Regions from separate parts of the Mus musculus genome. Here all the other regions are linked to region 1. Evidence: chromatin contacts called from public ChIA-PET, HiChIP or PLAC-seq and promoter capture Hi-C data. All regions are on one chromosome and are shown on one strand. The core of a region is the stretch at or near the end of the contact, and the rest is flanking DNA. Distances in the headings are between cores, read along the strand shown. Region 1 holds the start of Mocs3 (molybdenum cofactor synthesis 3). Region 2 holds the start of B4galt5 (UDP-Gal:betaGlcNAc beta 1,4-galactosyltransferase, polypeptide 5). Region 3 has its middle 41 kb from the start of Gm25214. Region 4 holds the start of Ube2v1 (ubiquitin-conjugating enzyme E2 variant 1). Region 5 has its middle 10 kb from the start of Gm25214. Region 6 holds the start of Slc9a8 (solute carrier family 9 (sodium/hydrogen exchanger), member 8).

The links. Promoter capture Hi-C pulls out the DNA fragments that hold promoters and counts their contacts. ChIA-PET counts read pairs in DNA pulled down with a chosen protein or histone mark. HiChIP or PLAC-seq counts read pairs in DNA pulled down with a chosen protein or histone mark.
Region 2: a promoter capture Hi-C map of liver shows a contact between it and region 1, with 3 times the contacts expected there. The contact joins the promoter of B4galt5 here to the promoter of Mocs3 in region 1. A contact is called at or near these places in 2 of 39 promoter capture datasets (cranial neural crest and liver).
Region 3: a contact with region 1 is called in an H3K27ac HiChIP or PLAC-seq map of embryonic stem cells, with 5 times the contacts expected there. The contact joins the enhancer-like site here to the promoter of Mocs3 in region 1. A contact is called at or near these places in 1 of 39 promoter capture datasets (cranial neural crest), 5 of 115 datasets of contacts at active chromatin or transcription factors (embryonic forebrain, embryonic hindbrain, embryonic stem cells and 1 more) and 1 of 9 other capture datasets (embryonic stem cells).
Region 4: a promoter capture Hi-C map of hippocampal neurons shows a contact between it and region 1, with 2.4 times the contacts expected there. The contact joins the promoter of Ube2v1 here to the promoter of Mocs3 in region 1. A contact is called at or near these places in 4 of 39 promoter capture datasets (the HPC-7 cell line, cranial neural crest, hippocampal neurons and 1 more) and 1 of 484 Hi-C or Micro-C datasets (myocytes).
Region 5: a contact with region 1 is called in an H3K4me3 HiChIP or PLAC-seq map of craniofacial prominence, with 3 times the contacts expected there. The contact joins the enhancer-like site here to the promoter of Mocs3 in region 1. A contact is called at or near these places in 3 of 39 promoter capture datasets (cranial neural crest, hippocampal neurons and maxillary cranial neural crest), 14 of 484 Hi-C or Micro-C datasets (B cells, cerebellum, cerebral cortex and 3 more), 10 of 115 datasets of contacts at active chromatin or transcription factors (craniofacial prominence, embryonic basal ganglia, embryonic midbrain and 4 more) and 1 of 9 other capture datasets (embryonic stem cells).
Region 6: an RNA polymerase II ChIA-PET map of memory CD8 T cells shows a contact between it and region 1, with 9 read pairs. The contact joins the promoter of Slc9a8 here to the promoter of Mocs3 in region 1. A contact is called at or near these places in 1 of 39 promoter capture datasets (liver), 1 of 484 Hi-C or Micro-C datasets (regulatory T cells) and 1 of 115 datasets of contacts at active chromatin or transcription factors (memory CD8 T cells).

The regions. Positions count from the first base shown.
Region 1 is chr2:168,229,363-168,232,106 of GRCm38.p6, forward strand. It overlaps Mocs3 (molybdenum cofactor synthesis 3), which reads left to right and starts at 1,260. Exons shown (of 1, transcript NM_001160330.1): 1 at 1,260-2,744. The coding sequence starts at 1,273. The coding sequence ends at 2,655. It overlaps Dpm1 (dolichol-phosphate (beta-D) mannosyltransferase 1), which reads right to left and starts at 1,017. Exons shown (of 9, transcript NM_010072.4): 1 at 831-1,017. The coding sequence starts at 991. Gm20716 (predicted gene 20716) reads right to left here and starts at 1,017. Exons shown (of 12, transcript NR_132310.1): 1 at 831-1,017.
Region 2 is chr2:167,347,841-167,350,540 of GRCm38.p6, forward strand. B4galt5 (UDP-Gal:betaGlcNAc beta 1,4-galactosyltransferase, polypeptide 5) reads right to left here and starts at 1,338. Exons shown (of 9, transcript NM_019835.2): 1 at 1,078-1,338. The coding sequence starts at 1,192.
Region 3 is chr2:168,840,155-168,842,854 of GRCm38.p6, forward strand. No RefSeq gene overlaps it. Among named protein-coding and RNA genes, the nearest start is that of Gm25214, 41 kb to the right of the region's middle. Within about 2 kb of position 1,432, at least 30 of the 459 cell types and tissues checked have an H3K27ac peak or open chromatin away from gene starts, as enhancers often do. A contact at or near this core is called in embryonic stem cells, where this site is marked.
Region 4 is chr2:167,630,593-167,633,292 of GRCm38.p6, forward strand. Ube2v1 (ubiquitin-conjugating enzyme E2 variant 1) reads right to left here and starts at 1,413. Exons shown (of 4, transcript NM_023230.2): 1 at 1,348-1,413. The coding sequence starts at 1,369. It overlaps Gm31852 (a long non-coding RNA gene), which reads left to right and starts at 1,882. Exons shown (of 3, transcript XR_375265.4): 1 at 1,882-2,241; 2 at 2,544-2,662.
Region 5 is chr2:168,870,734-168,873,433 of GRCm38.p6, forward strand. No RefSeq gene overlaps it. Among named protein-coding and RNA genes, the nearest start is that of Gm25214, 10 kb to the right of the region's middle. Within about 2 kb of position 1,413, at least 37 of the 459 cell types and tissues checked have an H3K27ac peak or open chromatin away from gene starts, as enhancers often do. A contact at or near this core is called in craniofacial prominence, where this site is marked.
Region 6 is chr2:167,420,396-167,423,095 of GRCm38.p6, forward strand. It overlaps Slc9a8 (solute carrier family 9 (sodium/hydrogen exchanger), member 8), which reads left to right and starts at 1,315. Exons shown (of 17, transcript NM_148929.3): 1 at 1,315-1,370. The coding sequence starts at 1,357.

The DNA.
Region 1 (2,744 bases), core at 10-2,509:
GTTTGAGAAGCAAAAGCCAACCAACAAACAAAAAGCTCTGGAAACAATCTGTGTTCTTCTGACGCACTGTCTAAAACAGCGCACTGCTACGCCATCCTACTCCTGCAAAATCCCGTTCTGTAGGTTGACAGTAAAAGATCGCCCATGATCATCACAGCATGACACTCATCTGGCCGTAAAGTACTGACTCCGTCCTGCCACTGCCATCAGGAGGCATTTTATTTACTGTTTAGTTCGGAGACCTTTTTTTTTTTTTCTTAAATGCGTAACACTTTCACTATCAAAATTCTTGTTCCTAAGAGCTAGGGCTCTGCCTAACAAAGCGAAAGGCCCCGTGTTTTTCAAAACAACACACAAATAAGCCCGGGTTCCTAATCAAACTCGGCGAAGATGCTCGCTCCCTGCCAGCTCATCAGCAGTTCTCTGACAGCGCAAACAACAAGCTTACGTAAGCGCTCGGCCCCAAGGCGATGGGGAGAACGCTGGCTCGGGACTCCCGGCTCCGGCGGCGGATCCTGACCGCCCAGAGGTATGAGGTCATACCTCCTCGCCCCGAAGTCAAAAAGAAGTTAAGTTAGCCCTTTAGAGAGAACAGGCCGGGGACGCAGGCCAGCGCGATCTGTCAACAGATAGACACCGGACTCGCTAGAGACCTGAGCAGGAAGGAGAAAGACGCGGGGCTGTGCTCCTCGGTTCTCCCCGCTGGGGAAAGCCGCGAGCAGGCTCGGGAGGGAGCGGAGACCGGGCCTCCGGGGGTCTCCTCGCGCAGCCAACCGCCGACCTGCAGCCCGCGGCCGGCTCCCGGCCCCCGCGCGAGAAGCCCCTTCTACCTCTCGGAGAAGCTCTTCACCAGCAGCCACACGATGAGCGGCAGGTTCTCCCGTTCGTTGTAGGTGGGCAACAGCACCGAGTACTTGTCCTGTCGCGAGGAGCGGCCCTGCGGCGGCCGCGGAGACGCAGCAAGACTGCGACTCGCCCCCGTGGAAGCCATGACGGCTCTGCGAGAGGCGCCGGAAGCGGACTTACGTCATCCGACACGGGCCGTACCAAATCTCGGAGCATGGGGGAGGCTCGGCGCTCCGACGTCCCAGTGTGGTCCCCGGGAAACTTCCAGATATGGTGACCGTTTCAAGCCAATCGTGACGGCTTCCCCGGATAAAAACCCATTCGTTTCACTTTCAAGGGCCAGGAAGCGTCTTCGTTTTCCAGTCGCTAAGAGACAGGCAACCGGAAACGGAAGTCCCTTCCCGGCTCTTTCCGGAAGAGGCTGTCATGGCTGCCCCGGAGGACGTAGCTGCCTTACAGGCTGAAATCACCCGGCGGGAGGAAGAGCTAGCTTCGCTCAAGCGGAGGCTGGCCGCGGCCCTGACAGCCGAGCCGGAGCCCGAGCGTCCGCTCCGGGTCCCGCCGCCGCCGCTGGCGCCCCGGGCCGCGCTGTCGCGGGACGAGATCCTCCGCTACAGCCGCCAGCTACTGCTGCCGGAGCTGGGCGTGCGCGGGCAGCTGCGCCTGGCGGCGGCGGCGGTGCTCGTGGTGGGCTGCGGCGGGCTGGGCTGCCCGCTGGCGCAGTACCTGGCGGCGGCCGGCGTAGGCAGGCTGGGGCTGGTGGACCACGACGTGGTGGAGACGAGCAACCTGGCCCGCCAGGTCCTGCACGGGGAGGCGCAGGCCGGCGAGAGCAAGGCTCGCTCGGCGGCCGCGGCGCTGCGCCGTCTCAACTCGGCGGTGGAGTGCGTGGCGTACCCGCGCGCGCTCGCCGAGGACTGGGCGCTCGACCTGGTCCGCGGCTACGACGTGGTGGCAGACTGCTGCGACAACGTGCCCACGCGCTACCTGGTGAACGACGCGTGCGTGCTGGCCGGCCGGCCGCTAGTGTCGGCCAGCGCGCTGCGCTTCGAGGGCCAGATGACCGTCTACCACCACGACGGCGGGCCGTGCTACCGCTGCGTGTTCCCGCGGCCGCCCCCGCCGGAGACAGTGACCAACTGTGCAGACGGCGGCGTGCTCGGAGCGGTGCCCGGCGTGCTAGGCTGCGCGCAGGCCCTCGAGGTGCTCAAGATCGCCGCCGGCCTCGGCTCCTCCTACAGCGGCAGCATGCTGCTCTTCGACGGCCTCGGGGGCCACTTCCGCCGGATCCGGCTGCGGCGCCGCCGGCCTGACTGCGTCGTGTGCGGGCAGCAGCCCACCGTGACCCGCCTGCAGGACTACGAGGCCTTCTGCGGCTCCTCGGCCACCGACAAGTGCCGCGCCCTGAAGCTGCTGTGCCCCGAGGAGCGGATTTCTGTGACCGACTACAAGCGGCTTCTGGATTCCGGGGCGCCCCATGTGTTGCTGGACGTCCGGCCTCAAGTAGAGGTGGACATCTGTCGCCTGCCGCACTCTCTCCACATCCCTTTGAGTCAGTTGGAACGCAGGGATGCGGACAGCCTGAAACTCTTAGGGGCTGCCCTCCGGAAAGGGAAGCAGGAGTCGCAGGAAGGGGTTGCTCTCCCGGTGTATGTGATTTGCAAACTGGGAAACGACTCCCAGAAAGCTGTGAAGGTCCTGCAGTCCTTAACGGCAGTGCCGGAGTTAGACTCTTTAACTGTTCAGGACATCGTGGGGGGACTCATGGCCTGGGCCGCCAAAATTGATGGGACATTTCCACAGTACTGAGAGGACAGCATGTGATTCGTGTGGATGACGGTTGTGATACCTGAAGAATCTATTCGAGCTTTACAAAATAATGTAGGGAAGAGCCTGGA
Region 2 (2,700 bases), core at 88-2,587, 880 kb before region 1:
TTTCCATCTTCCCAGGTCAGGCTGACAGCATGAAACACCAACTTTAAACATCAAGTGAAACAAGCTTTAAAAAAAAAAATAATCAGGGGAGAGACTCTCTCCCTCTCTCCCTCTTTCTCTGGAAATTTCTCTGCCAGTTCAGAGTTGCCAGGTCAACAGGGAACACCAGCATTTACTACTCCGATCTCAAAGGCACTTCCCCTAAGCGGCACCCATCCCAACCATCCAGAATTCTCGCCCTCGGCCCCACCCCCAACAGCATCTTCTCATTTTTCACCAAGGGCTGAAGTTTTCACTAGCACTCCAAGACCACACTAAGGGAGGCAAGTCGCATTCCTTAAAACTCTTTCCTTCTGTCCCCCAAACTACCTGTAACAGCGAATATTTATTTATTATGTATGTATTTATTTCGAAGACGTTGGGCGTCCGCTATAGGGAGAAAAGCTTAAAGGGCATTTATGGCCCTCTGTCCTTTAAAGGCTGGGATTCGTGTCCCCATTTTACAGAGAAGAGAAGCTGAGGGCCCAAGGTCATACAGGACATCTGACCTCAGTGTCCTCTGCCTTTAACCCTCTCGCTGCCTTTGCCTTCTCATCAGCGTCCAGTCTGTTCCGGGAAGGGCTCGTTTTCTCTCCAGGCGGTCTCCCCCTCTAAAGGGCGGACCTTGGAGAACTGCTACCCATTCCGTTTCTTCTCTGGGCGACCCCCCCCTCCCTTCCACCTGGCACCGCTTCTTCAAGGCCCCTGTCACAGCACCTCCTCCATGGCCAATTCAAACTTCCCATCGGTCCCCAGAGCAGGTCGGGTCCGCTATGAGCGGCGGGCGAGCGGCGGGCTCCAGGGAGGAGGGGGGGGAGGGGAAAGGGGCGCGCAGCCCGCAGCCCCGCCGGGTCTGGGCAGCCAACGCGCGGCCGCGGAGGGCGCGGGCGGCTGCGTCAGGGAGGAGGCCGCGTGTGCGGGCGGGCTGCGGGGTGGCGCGGCAGGAAACGGCGAGTCACGGAGCGCGGGGTCGGCCGGGGCGGCGGCGCGGGCCGCAGCGGGAAGAGGCGTGGGGTGGCCGCAGGGTCGCCTTCCTACCTATGCCGGGCGCCACATAGACGAAGTAGAGCAGCGAGGACGACAGCGAGAAGAAGAAGAGCGCGGCGAGCAGCGAGCGGCGCGGCAGCCGCAGCAGCCCCCGGCGGGCGCGCATGCTGAGCCGGCGGCCGCTCGAGGGCCAACCCGGGCCCCGCTCCCGCCGCTCCGGTCCGCCGCCTGGGCCTCGGCCGCCGCCTTCCGGGCTTCGCGCGCCGCCGCCTCGCCGCTTTCAGCCGCCGGCCGCCGCGGGCCGGGCCACATGAGGCGGGAGGGGGCCGACGACCAGAGGAGCTCAGCGGCGGGGGCGAGGCGGGCGGGGCGGGGCCTGTTAGGAGGGCGGGGTGAGGGGCGGGGTCTGATGCTGAGGGCGGGGCGAGGGCAAGGGCCGCAGTCTGAGGAGCAGATGGAGGTACCAGACCTGAGGCAGGCCTGATGGGGACCGAGTAAGGGCGGGGCCTAAACTGGGGGCCGGACGAGGGCGGGGCCTGATGTTAAGGGTGCCTCCGCGAGCCTGAGAACACCGGCGGGGACCGGGCTTGAAGTCTGATGGGGAGGGGGATAAGGGCGGGGCCGGGAGCATAACAAGCATTTTGCGGGAGCCTGAGCCTGAGGCCTGACGGGGAGGAGAGAAGGGCGTGGCCTGAGGCAAGGGGGCGGGAATGGGCAGGGCCTACAGTCCGGGGAGCGCATCTGTGGGGCGGGGCCTGGATGTGGGGGCGGGGCGGGGCGGGGCGGGGTTCACGCGCGAGCACTCTAGCCGCAAGATCCTCGAGCGGCCGCCGCCCATGCTGGCAGGAAGCGGCTCGCTAGTACGACTTGGTTCCCGTGCGAGCTCCCCACGCGGGGATCGAGGGGTGGTGGACAATGTGTGAATAGCCAGGTAGCCCGCCGCTGCAGCAGAGCAAGGATGCAGAGGCCGGGGCATTCGTGTTCGCCCTCACTCATCCATTCATTCCAGACACCATTTATGATAAAGTGGCAGTTACGGGTCCTGGGGCCGGGGATGCTCCACGGAGCAAAGATTCCTCTGGGAACCTGTATTAATGCGAATAAGAAAAAAATCAATATAACAGATGATGATGATAAGAGATATGAAAACAATTAGACATGAAGATGTTTCGGATGCATTCTACTCTAGTCTGAGATTGAGGGGGAAGCCTCTCCTTCCTGGGTGGCATGAACACAAAAGAATGTGAAAGTGCCAGGTGGAGAAAGAGTGGTCCCACTAAGGGGAACTACAAATGCAAAAGCCGGAAGGAAGGAAGAAGGGGCTTGATCCGCCTTCAATGAATCCAAGGATAAAATCCCAGGAAAGAAGAAGAGATCCAAACAAGGTCACATCCTACAGGACAGAACAGTGGTGACAACTGTCAATGTTAAGACACCGAGAAACAGGGCTTCTTAGCCAGTAACAGCCTCTCTCTAAGTCCTGAGATCGTGGCTCCCCTACCCCCACTTTGGCCCCATTGCACCGATGAGAAAACTGAAGCTTCTGGAAAGAGAAGCAAGTCGTCTAAGTTGTGAAGTAAGGGCTCAAATCAAAAGTGGCCTGCCACCGGGGCTTGACCACTAACCCCATTTCTCATTCTGCACTGTCATGTGCACTTCCAAGCCTCGACTTTC
Region 3 (2,700 bases), core at 182-2,681, 610 kb after region 1:
GAGAGTGTAGCCCCAGTTCTGAAGTAAGAGTGAGTCCCCGACATTTCCACCTAGAGCTCCCCCGCCCCCCAACATTCCAGGTGTGAAAAGCTTGGCGGGTGTAGGGAGCAGGGCAGGGAGGGGCCAGTAAGGCACACGCCGAGTCCCATCGGCCACCTTCATTTCTCCTCTTTAAAACAGATTTTGGATTTTTCTAAAATGCACATTTGAGAGGGCTTGTTGTCACCCACACAGCAAATCCCGAGAATACAGCTACGGTTTGTAAACACAGGTGCGGCCCAGGGTTTAAAATGCTTATTGCAGGACGGGAAGGGCTTGCCCCTCCCCCACAGATCCCAGGACCTTGCACCCATGAGGGACTCCAGCCGGAGAGGTGGCTTTTATTTCCTTCCTTCTGTGGCTCCTTCCCAAATTTGTATAAAGTGGCCACTCACATAGCAACGAAATGTTCCAAATGGGACTGGAAACTGATATTTGGGACTCCCAGTATTGATATAAAACTTTCATATCGCCCCAACCGTATTACCTGGAGGAGATTCCTTCTTTGCCGCATATATTAATGTATATTATATGTTTTTATATATTAATATATAATGTATATATTTCTTTTTCTTAACAATAAGTGACATGGGCTGGCCAGATGGCTCAGTGGGTAAATGTTCCTGTTGCCAAGGCTGATGTCTCCAGTTCGATTCCAGAAACCCACTCAAAGTGGAAGAAGAGAACTTACTTCCAAAAGCTGTCCCCTGACCTCCGAGTGTGCATGCACGCACGAATGCACACAGTCTCTCTAAATAAACGCATATATTAAAAAAAATAGAATTTTAAATGCAGCAATTCTTAATCGCAAGTGGGGGCTTACAAGGGTAAACAGCTCGCAGCAGGGGCTCAGAAACAGCTGTGGAAGATTGCTTGCATCTTCACAGCCAAGCTGAGGCTTTCCAGGAAGGCTGAGATTAAACCCCTTGATAGGGAAAGATCAGATAAGTCCAAACAAAGACCATTTATATAATTGCCATCGGTCACCAGCTAAGTTAGCATTTTAAGGTGGGGAAGAAGGAAAGAAAAAAAAGAAAGAAAGAAAGAAAGAAAGAAAGAAAAAGAAATACCCCAAGCCAGGGCCATCAGTTAGTGACCTCAATCTGTAATAACGGGGTCCTGACAAAGGCAGACTTGGGAGGGGAACGCAGAAGCCTACGAAATCGGAAGGTCGGAATGGAATTGTTTGTTTTTCCAAATTGTCGAGTAAAGTTACAAGAAGCCACCTGGGTAAAGCCACAGCCTGAATCTGAATCCGCAGATAAAGCATACAGGGGCTGCAGGGTGTCGCCAGTAGATTGGAGACTGGAAGGAGGAATTTACTTGTGGGGAGGGAAGGAGACCAAAGGACATTAGAGGATCAAACCTAGCTAGGAGGGACACGCTGGGTGCTAGGCGTGAAGACGCCTGCCTTCTCACCCTACAAGGGCTTTTCAGGAAAGGGCGTTGGCCAGCCTGCTCCATCCTAGCCTTGAATATTTTTTTGCTCCCTTTTTGTTTGTTTATTTTCTGCTTCAAGGTTACATCAGCATAGTCTTTGTCCCAAGGGCTCACGACTGTGATATTTGCAATTCTAGACTTTTTTTTCATTCTGTTTAGATTCCGGAAGGACGACTCACAGTTTTTGTTTTTTTACATTGTCATATTTATTGCACTCTAAACGAGGGAAGCCTTCCCAGGGGCCCTCAGACTCTCCGGGGATGGGGTGGGGGAGGGTAGAGTTCTCCCCGGGAACTTTTCCTATTCGAATCTTTTTTCTTCCTAAGTCTCATCCATGGGTTTTTGAAAACCTGAACACGCTCCCTAACAATCGTCCAATAAAGTGGATCCCGTATCATCCCGCACTGTGTGAGAGTCACCCAGTGAGTGCACAAAGTGGAAACTGGCTTCAGATTTTCTGACTCAAGCTCCAAAATACGAGATTTTAGACCAGTCGGGAAAGTATCTCAACAGCCAGGAAAAAAAAAAAAACAAAAAACAAAAAACAAAACAAACAAACAAAAAATCAAAACCGAGTACACGGAAGTATTGGGGATTAAAAAATAACAAGAATCCCTGATACACTGAAGGCGGCTTCCGATCCGACCAGCATCCGGGTCATACTACCCGTGAACAGCGCCTCCCCAGAGTTCAGCATCTGGCTCTTACACCTAAGTCCAGCTCTCTCTAGCTATGAAAATTGGGTCAGGCAGTGAGGGTCAAAGGCTCGGAGGGTAAAGACTCTTCCCGCTAAGCTTCATCACCTGACCTGGATCCCCGGGACCCGCATGGTGGAAAGAGAGAACCATGCCTTGCAAGTTGTCCGCTGAGGACACTGGTGAGGACCTGACTCACGTGTGCTCCAATGCACAAAGTGACTGTGGTTGGAGACAGACGTTTTAAGGAGAAAACTAAGGTTAAACCAATTATTTGATGGCTCCCAGAGCTCTAATTTGGGTCCCATCACCCCTCTTGGGCAGCGTACATTGCCCTCTTCTGGCATCCTCTGGCATTACATGCATGCGTGTGGAGTACATACATACACATATAAATAAAAATACAAAAATGTAAAACAGTTGCTTTTCTCACCACGGTCATGAAAATGCCTGACAGAAGCAATGGAGGGAGGAAGAGAGGGAGGGAGGGAGAGAGGGAGGGAGGGAGGGAGGGAGGGAGGGAGGG
Region 4 (2,700 bases), core at 163-2,662, 600 kb before region 1:
ATGGACTGACTTGGCTCCGCAGTCTTCTCCAGGACACACCAGGCACTGTGTGGTGGGTCACTGCAGGCAGCACCTCTCTGCTTCCCACCCCACAACATCTCCTCTGGTGGCCTCACAGCCCCAAAACACCAGTGCCTAGGCTGGTGGCCTGTCCTTACCCCTTGCTCACCTCCACCAACAGACTCCCGAGGATATAGCCCCACACCAGAAGGGAGCACCCACTCTCTCCTGAATCCTTCATTGGAAAAGCAGACTCCCATGCCTTCCCAGACCCCGGGGGATCTCCTTCACCAAACCCACTCCACCTTCTCTAGCCTGCCAGAGTCCATGGCTCATAATCAAGTACAGGTTGCCGGTTCTAAGGCAGCAGACCCTTCGGGTCTCCCCATCTGGCCTTCTCTTCTTAGCCCATCAGAGACCGACAAGAGCTTCTCCCCTAAGAGCATCCCCTTTACCCTCTTGCTATCCCTTCCATTTGATCCAAGGGCTCTCATTTCACTGCTCCTCTCCTACCCATCCAGATAATGGAGAGTTTCTGAGTTGAACCCACATATTTTCCCCCAATTCGCAGAAGGATTAGGAGTGACAGGCACTTCCTCCATCCGCTCCCCGCAGGAAGAGGTTTTTCTTCTCTAAAAGCAGCATCTGCGGGACTGCACCCCATCCCATTCTCCCCACTGCAGGAGCCTTCCCAATGGCGACACGCCCCAACAGACCCCACCCCACCCCCCGACACACACACCAGGGCTTCCTAGGCACCTGCTCGTGCCCATCCAACGCGGCGCTCGGCTCCCAGCGCGCCTTCTGAAACCTATCCCTGGTCTCTGCAACCCAGGCCTGCTCCCACGGCAGAACGCCCGGGCTCAGCCCGTGCAGGTGCCCGGATTTCCCTGGGAAGCGACCACCACGATGAGAGCAGCCCCGACCCTAAATTGACGCGGGGCCCCGGCGGCCTCGCCTGCGGCCCGCGAGGCTCCGTGCGTGTTCCCTAGGGTTGCGCCCGCGTACCCCCGCCGGGCATTCCCGGCTCCCAGTCGCCCGGGCCAGCTCCCAGCGGGACCTCGCCCGGGCATTCCCGAGCACACTCGGCCCCTCTGCCGGCCTCTCCCCCACCCCCCGCCCCCCGGAGGCGCCCGAGCCTCCGGCTTGGCCGCACCGCCCACGGCCCGGCTGCCCCCGCCCGGGCTTCCGGCCGCCGCCTGATGGTCCCAGGCCCGGCCGAGCAGCCAAACGCAGCCGCAGGGACAGCGCGGAGCCCTGTCCCGGCCACCATGGCCTCCGCTAGACCGGGACCAAGCCCAGGGAGCCCGCGCCCCGTCCGCCAGCACGCCCGGCGCCCCCGCTCACCCGAGCCTGTGGTGGCTGCCATCTTGCGTCGCTGTCGCTCGAAGGCCGGCCCCTTCTTCACCCCCCCTTGAGTTTTTCTCCGGGCGCTAGTGCGCAGGCGCAGGTGTAGGCGCAGCCGCAAACGGTGCCGCTGACGCCCGCTCGGGGTCGCAGGAGCCGGGCGGGAAGGGCTTTGCCCGAGTCTTCAGTGAGCGAGCATGAGGGCGGGGCAACCTGCAAGCCCCGCCCAGCCCGAGCGCGGGGGAGGCGTGCAGGTGCTCGGCTCGAGGGCCCCGGGGTGACCGTGCGCTTCCGGGAGAATAGAATGGGGGGGAAGGGCTGTGGAGCCCCGCGCCTGTTCCCAGGCTGTTTCCGTCCCCCTGTGTCCTCACCACGTAGCGAAAATGAAACCGCGAGAGATGAAGTTCAACTCAACTGCTAAGTAGCTGAGTCAGAATTTGACCCCAAGCCAGATGATCTTTGTTATGGGGTATATGGAGAAAAATAACACCGAAAGGCCTGAATGCGTCAAATTGTGGGCCAGTACAATCTTGTTTCCGGCACTGTTGCTGTTCTGGGGCCTGAAGCATGTAGGGACAAGGTGCAGCTAGGGGCTTGAGAACCACCAACCTTGAGACATGCATTCTGCTTGTTTGTTTGTTTGTTTGTTTGTTTAGGGGTTTTGTTCGAGACATGCTCTCAACTCAGCTGTCCAAGAGCCCACTATACAGAGGATGACCTTGGCTGTCTGATTCTTCGGCTTCTGCCTCATGCTGGGGTTGCAGGCTTGTGTTTTAGAGTTCTTCTTAGAGATGGAATTATGTGGGAGAACTGTGCTTGGTGCCGGACATGGCAATGTCTCCACGAAATGAGATTCTCTTCTCAATTGCTACATTCTAGTTGGACAGAGAACAAGTAAGCCAATATAAATAGATAAATATACATTTTACCTATGATAAGATAGGGGACAAACCTATAAAGGGCACCAGGAAGAATCAGAAAAGGCCTCCTGCAAAGGTCTGAAGACACTTGTCTGCATATAGAGTAAACCCATCACAAAGCCACCTTTGATGTGAAACCCTTAAGGGGACTTGGAAATCGAGGATGAAGTAGCCAGATAGGCTGCAGATTATACTGCTAAGAGGGACAGCAGAGGGGCAAGGAAGCTGGAGACATTCCTGGAACATTCCATTTGTCATCTGTTTGGTGTATTCTAGGTAGCTCCACTGCATTTCCTCTTGAGGAAGTACGTGGTAAGCTCAGAACTACCGTCCTGCAGAAGATGCACACCAGCCTAGGAGTCTGTCCCACAGAACAGAGGGAACCAGGTCTCTAGGTAAACTGGGAAGGGTGAGTGCACAATACACTGAGGCT
Region 5 (2,700 bases), core at 163-2,662, 640 kb after region 1:
TTTTCCCAAATAGCTCCAGCTTGGGTCAGGTTGATAGAAAACTGGACACCACCGTTGATGAGCTCTAGGCTTAGTAGAAGACCACATCTCAAAACCACAAGGTGGATGGCCAGACATGGCGGTGTACACCTGTGATCCCAGCACTCGGGAGGCTGAGGGAGGCAGGTCTCTGTGAGCCTGAGGCCAGCCTGGTCTCCAGGATTAATTACATAGTGAGAGCCTGTAATAATATCACGGAGAAGCGGCTGAGGGAAGATGACACCTCGCATTGTCCTCTGGCCTATGCATGCACATACTGTCCCCTGACCCTCCTCTGTGCCGTTTGCACTCACAGCCTCCGATGCTGAACGGAAACCTTTCCTTTTTACCAGAAAAGGCTTTAAATAAATACTGCATTATATATGTAGGTGTGTGTGTACACATGTATATGTATATAATAGATACATATAAATGTGGGTGTGCACTCACGTGCATGTGCAAACACACACACCTTCAGATGCTGAACAAAGCTGGAACCCTTTTCTTTTTACCAGACAAGGTTTTAAGTAAATACTGCATTATATATATGCATACATATATACATACATACATACAAACGTGTGTGTGTGTGTGTGTGTGTGTCTATTCCTCTCATGCAGGCCTGGTGCTCACAGAGGCCAGAAGAGCACAGCAGATCCCCTAGAACTAGAGTCACAAGTGCTTCCGAGCCATCATGTGGGGACTGCGACTCAAAACCGGGGTCCCCCACAAAAGCAGCGAGTAGCCCAATGAGCCAGCTCTCCAGCTGTGAAATATTTTTATATCAAAATTTAGTGTGTGTGTCTGTGTGTGTGTGTGCGCGCGCGCACGTGCACCAGAGGACAACTTTCAGGAGTTAGGTCTCTTTTCCACCTTGTGGGTCCTGGGATTCGAACTTGGATCATCAAGTTTGGCATCAGGCTCTTTTATTTACAGAGTTATATCTCAGCCCCTTTTCTTATTATTTTTACATTTTGCCCACCGGCCTCCGCTAGAAGGAGGAAAGGATGAGGTTTTGATTTGCGTAAGAACGGTGCTTGCCTCGAGCGCCACAAAAGATCATGGGTGGAACCAGAGGAGGGAGAAAAATAATCAGCCATCCTTTTCTTGATGGCTATTTTAAATATTTAGCTGAAATTGTCTGCATCTGTGTGTCAGCTGTTTTCTCTGCAAACAGCCCTAACCCCCGTGCTCACACACAATACGGGGAGGCGGGCCCCAGCTGCGGGGGCCCCCTCTTGTGTTTTCAATTTAAAGCTTCACGTAGACCGGTCACACAAACACGGATAGAAATACGCAACTTGTGAATTGAGAAAGCAGTAGTTTTGACTCATAAAATCCTTTGATAGTTTAGCCATCTGGTCAGAGTGAAGCTGCGCATAAAAGAGGTCCAAGTAAGGTCAAAGGGCACCCTCTGAGGGTCAAGGGGCCCGGGCAGAGTTTGCTCCAGTGGACTGGGCTAAAAGGATGCCTGACAAATTATTGCGCATTCCATAGCTTTTTGCGTAAGTATTTGATTACAGTGGGCAGGAATGTTGTTGATATTTCTAACCTGAGCGGGGGAGGAGAGGGAGGCAGGGCTGTGTCACCGATGCTTTCTTCCCATCTTTGGCTTTCCCGGCCACTGCCAGGCTTTTTGGCCATGCCTCGGGCCCTATCCCAGGGCACTTGTCCCTGATCGAGAGAGCACCCTCTCCCTTGGGAGAGAAGGAAGCTCATAGCTTTGCCTGGAGTGTTCCAAAAATCCCCGCTGCTGTCTTTCTGGTCCATAGGTAGTAAAACAGGCAACATCGCGGTTGTTTCCGGCGTGAATGGCAACAGAGCCACGCATATTTATGGTTGTGTTTCTCAGAGGGGGTCTCAGGCAGATGGGGATTTAAGATGATTTAGCGTCTTTTTTTTTTTTTTTTTTTTGCTTGAGCCAGAACTCTGGAGGGAGCCACTCGATTTTTTATAGGGTCTTGGGGGCTGGCGAGATGGTAAGGGCGGGTAAGAGCACTCACTGACTGCTCTTCCGAAGTTTCTGAGTGTAAATCCCAGCAACCACATGGTGGCTCACAACCACCCGTAACGAGATCTGACGCCCTCTTCTGGTGTGTCTGAAGACAGCGACAAAGTACTTACGTATAATAATAAATAAATCTGGGCCTGAGCGAGCAGAGTTGACCTGAGTGAGCAGGGCCGACCAGGGCGAGCAGAGGTCCTAAAAATTCAACTCCCAACAACCACACGAAGGCTCACAACCATCTGTACAGCTACGGTGTAGTTATATACATAAAATAAAATAAATAAATCTTTATAGTGTTTTGGCTTCAGGAGTACAGTAGCCGAGTAACAGGTCTTTGGATGGCTCATTCATGGGATTTTTTTTTGTAAAGGGCTAAGGAGACATGGTCTTGCTGGAAATCTTGGAGAATTATTGGGGTGGGGGCGGAGCCACTGTTTTTTTATGGTGATGTCTGCTCACCCACAGCAGCTTTGAGACACTTCCCAGTAGACTTTTTTTTTTTTTTTTTTTTTTTTGGTTTTGTTTTGTTTGCAATCTTTCCAGCTTTCAGGCTGGGAGGAAGTAGATGTGGAGGCCAGCACGCCCCACTGGCCCAGGAGGAAGCACTTCTCGAACCTTCTCCAGCACCTGGGGATGCCCTGTGGTGGAGAATCAGGCTGTGAGGAGTCTCTTTG
Region 6 (2,700 bases), core at 65-2,564, 810 kb before region 1:
ACAAGGTACATCTCAGCATACAGTAGGTCTCTACAGAGAACTTGGGCATGTTAGCTGAATGGAAGACCACCTGCCTGCCATATGTGTTGCCCTAGGTTCCACCCCTGTACAGAAGTAGACAGATGCCTGAATGGGGGTGGGGAGGGGTGTCTCTCACCCTCCAGTCCCAACTGCTCAAGAGGATGAGACAGAAGGATCGTTCTTTGGGAAAGTGACATATCTGTTAAGCGTTATTAAGTGGGGGGGGGGGGGGGAACTACCTAGGGTGGAAGGGGCCCTGAAGGAGAACACCCAGAAGGTCCCATAAAGACCTCAGCAGTACCAGGCCAGTTTTAAGCAATACAGACTAGACAGTTCAAGTTATCTTCGGTGTTGAAAGCCCAGTGGGCAATGCGCTTGCTACGCAAGCACGAGGACCTCAGTTGGTATTCCCAACATCCACACAGAAGCCAGGGATAGCTGTTGGCATCTGTAACCATAGGGACAGGGAGACTGAGAAGGAGGATCCCTGGGAGTTGTTGGCTAGCCACTATGTCGCGTCCCTAGTTTCAGGTTCACTGTCTCATAACTAAGGTGGAGCGTGAGTAAGGAAGACATCTGATAACCTGGGACCTCCTAATGTACCCCACCCACCCCCGCACACACAAAGGTTAAGAAAAATTTGTTGGGATAGTTCAATGAGTAAAGGCGGTGCCGCCAACCCGTATTACCAGAGTTCAATGCCGAGGACCAACACGGAGGAAGGCGAGAATGAAACCCCTCAAGTTGTCCTGGATCTCATTTTCACATCTACCACACCAACCAATAAACCAATGGGGAATGTCCAACCTCTGCCTTGCTAGCTCTCAACTTTTATAATCGGAGTAAGTACACTGTCTAGCGTTTCAAAGACCCTCTGTCTACTCTCCCCACAGCAGGGGAAACTGAGGCCGCCTCGGAACGCGCCTGCGGACTCCCTCCGCTCCGCACAGCCGGCCCGGACGCCCAGAGAAACCACTTTCCCCCATTCTGAGCCCTGGGATTCTCACGCGGGGCGGACGGCTTGGCTCACAGCTGAGTCACCCAGATCTCAAAAGTTTCCTCCAAATCTTTCCCGCCCGGGGACCGGAAAAAAAAAAAAAAAAAAAAGTCCGGATGTCCCAAGGCCAGATCGTCACACAGCCTGGCCGGAAAAAGCCCACAGAAAGCCCCAGAGGTCGTCCCACTCCCAGGCCACAGAGAGGACAGCGCAGAGGGTCGCCCTGGGAGGCCAAGCCCCGCCCCTGCCCGCAGCGGAAACCGGAAGCAGCCGCCGGCCCCGCTAGCCCTGCGGCGCCGAACTCTGTAGTCTCGGAAGCTCGCAGGATAGGGGAGAAGATGGCGGAGGAGGAGTGAGTGCGCGGCTTCGGGTAGCGGAGGCGGCAGGGCCGGGCCGGCGGGCGACAGCGGGCCTGGAGCGCCCGGGTGGAGTGGCGCGGGCCCACCTAGCCAGGGTTGGCGGGGGGCGGGATGAGAACATGGGCCCTGAGGCCTCCCGGAGGTCCGACATTGCTGACCACGCGCAGGCCTGGCGGAAGCCGCGAACGTCCTTCCTGCTCCCGGTTTCCGGTTATCTCAGGGTTCCCTGGCTCTCCTCCTCCTGATCCAGGAAGTTCTCCCGTTGCCACGAGCAGCCCCTGGCATCCCCCGTAACCATCAGCAACCTTCATTGTTCTTGTCTGCCCCCAGCAGGTTTCTTTGATTCATTGACTGCTAGTTGACCGTTTTTCTCGGCCCTGGGCGTCAGGAGCCGCCCGCAGGGAGCCGCCACGAGGCTTTAGTGGGAGACTTTTGTGTGGACTGGGTGTTTTTGGACCTTGCCAGATGCTTGGATGGAAATTGGGTAGCATGAGGGAAGAGGAGCCCACCCTAGGTGGGAGAAAGACGTCTCGTGACCCGCAGCTTGAAATCTTAGAGGAGAGATGGGGAAGATGACGTGTTAAAAAGGCCCGAGTCCATCTTCATGCTTGGCAGGACACTGTTGTGTGTTACAAATTCTCTCTTTGAAATGAGCCCCAGAAAATTAACAAGGAACCCCTTAATTGATACCGAACTTTAACTAAGAGCATTTCAGGTAGCTCTTCGGCCACTGAGGAGCGAAAGTCATTAGATCTTGTTGTGTAGCTGTACTGTCCCAGACATTCACATAGTCTCAGCAGGACAAGATAAAAGAGGTAATACAGAGCCAAATGCTTTGAGATGTGGGCTTGAAGCTTGATCAGTTTATGGGGTCCTGGAATGAGGCAGTGCTCAGTGGTCACAATTCCATCACTACTACATTAGTTTACAGACCTAACCTTAAGAGCACAGGCGGAAGCCTTGCATAGAGTGGGATGTTCCAGAGCAGGAAACTTGAGCCATTTGAGATTCCAGAAGGGTTTGGTAGGGTAGGTTAGGGCATTCTAGGGAGAAAAACGGGGCAGATTCAGCTGACTTGGTCAGTTAAAGGCTGGAATCTTGCCCACCATTCCTGAGGTCAATCCCTAGTTTAGTCAAACACACACACTGCACCCAAAATTCAAGGAGATTGTAGACTAGGAAAGTAAATAATACTGAAACTGGGGTGTAGGGAGACTCCAGTTCCACCCTAGAAGTCTGTTTGTGTTTTTCTTTTTGAGACAGGTTCATGTAGCCCATAAAACTGGTCCTCACTGAGTATCAGTATGTAGGCCAGGGTGACCT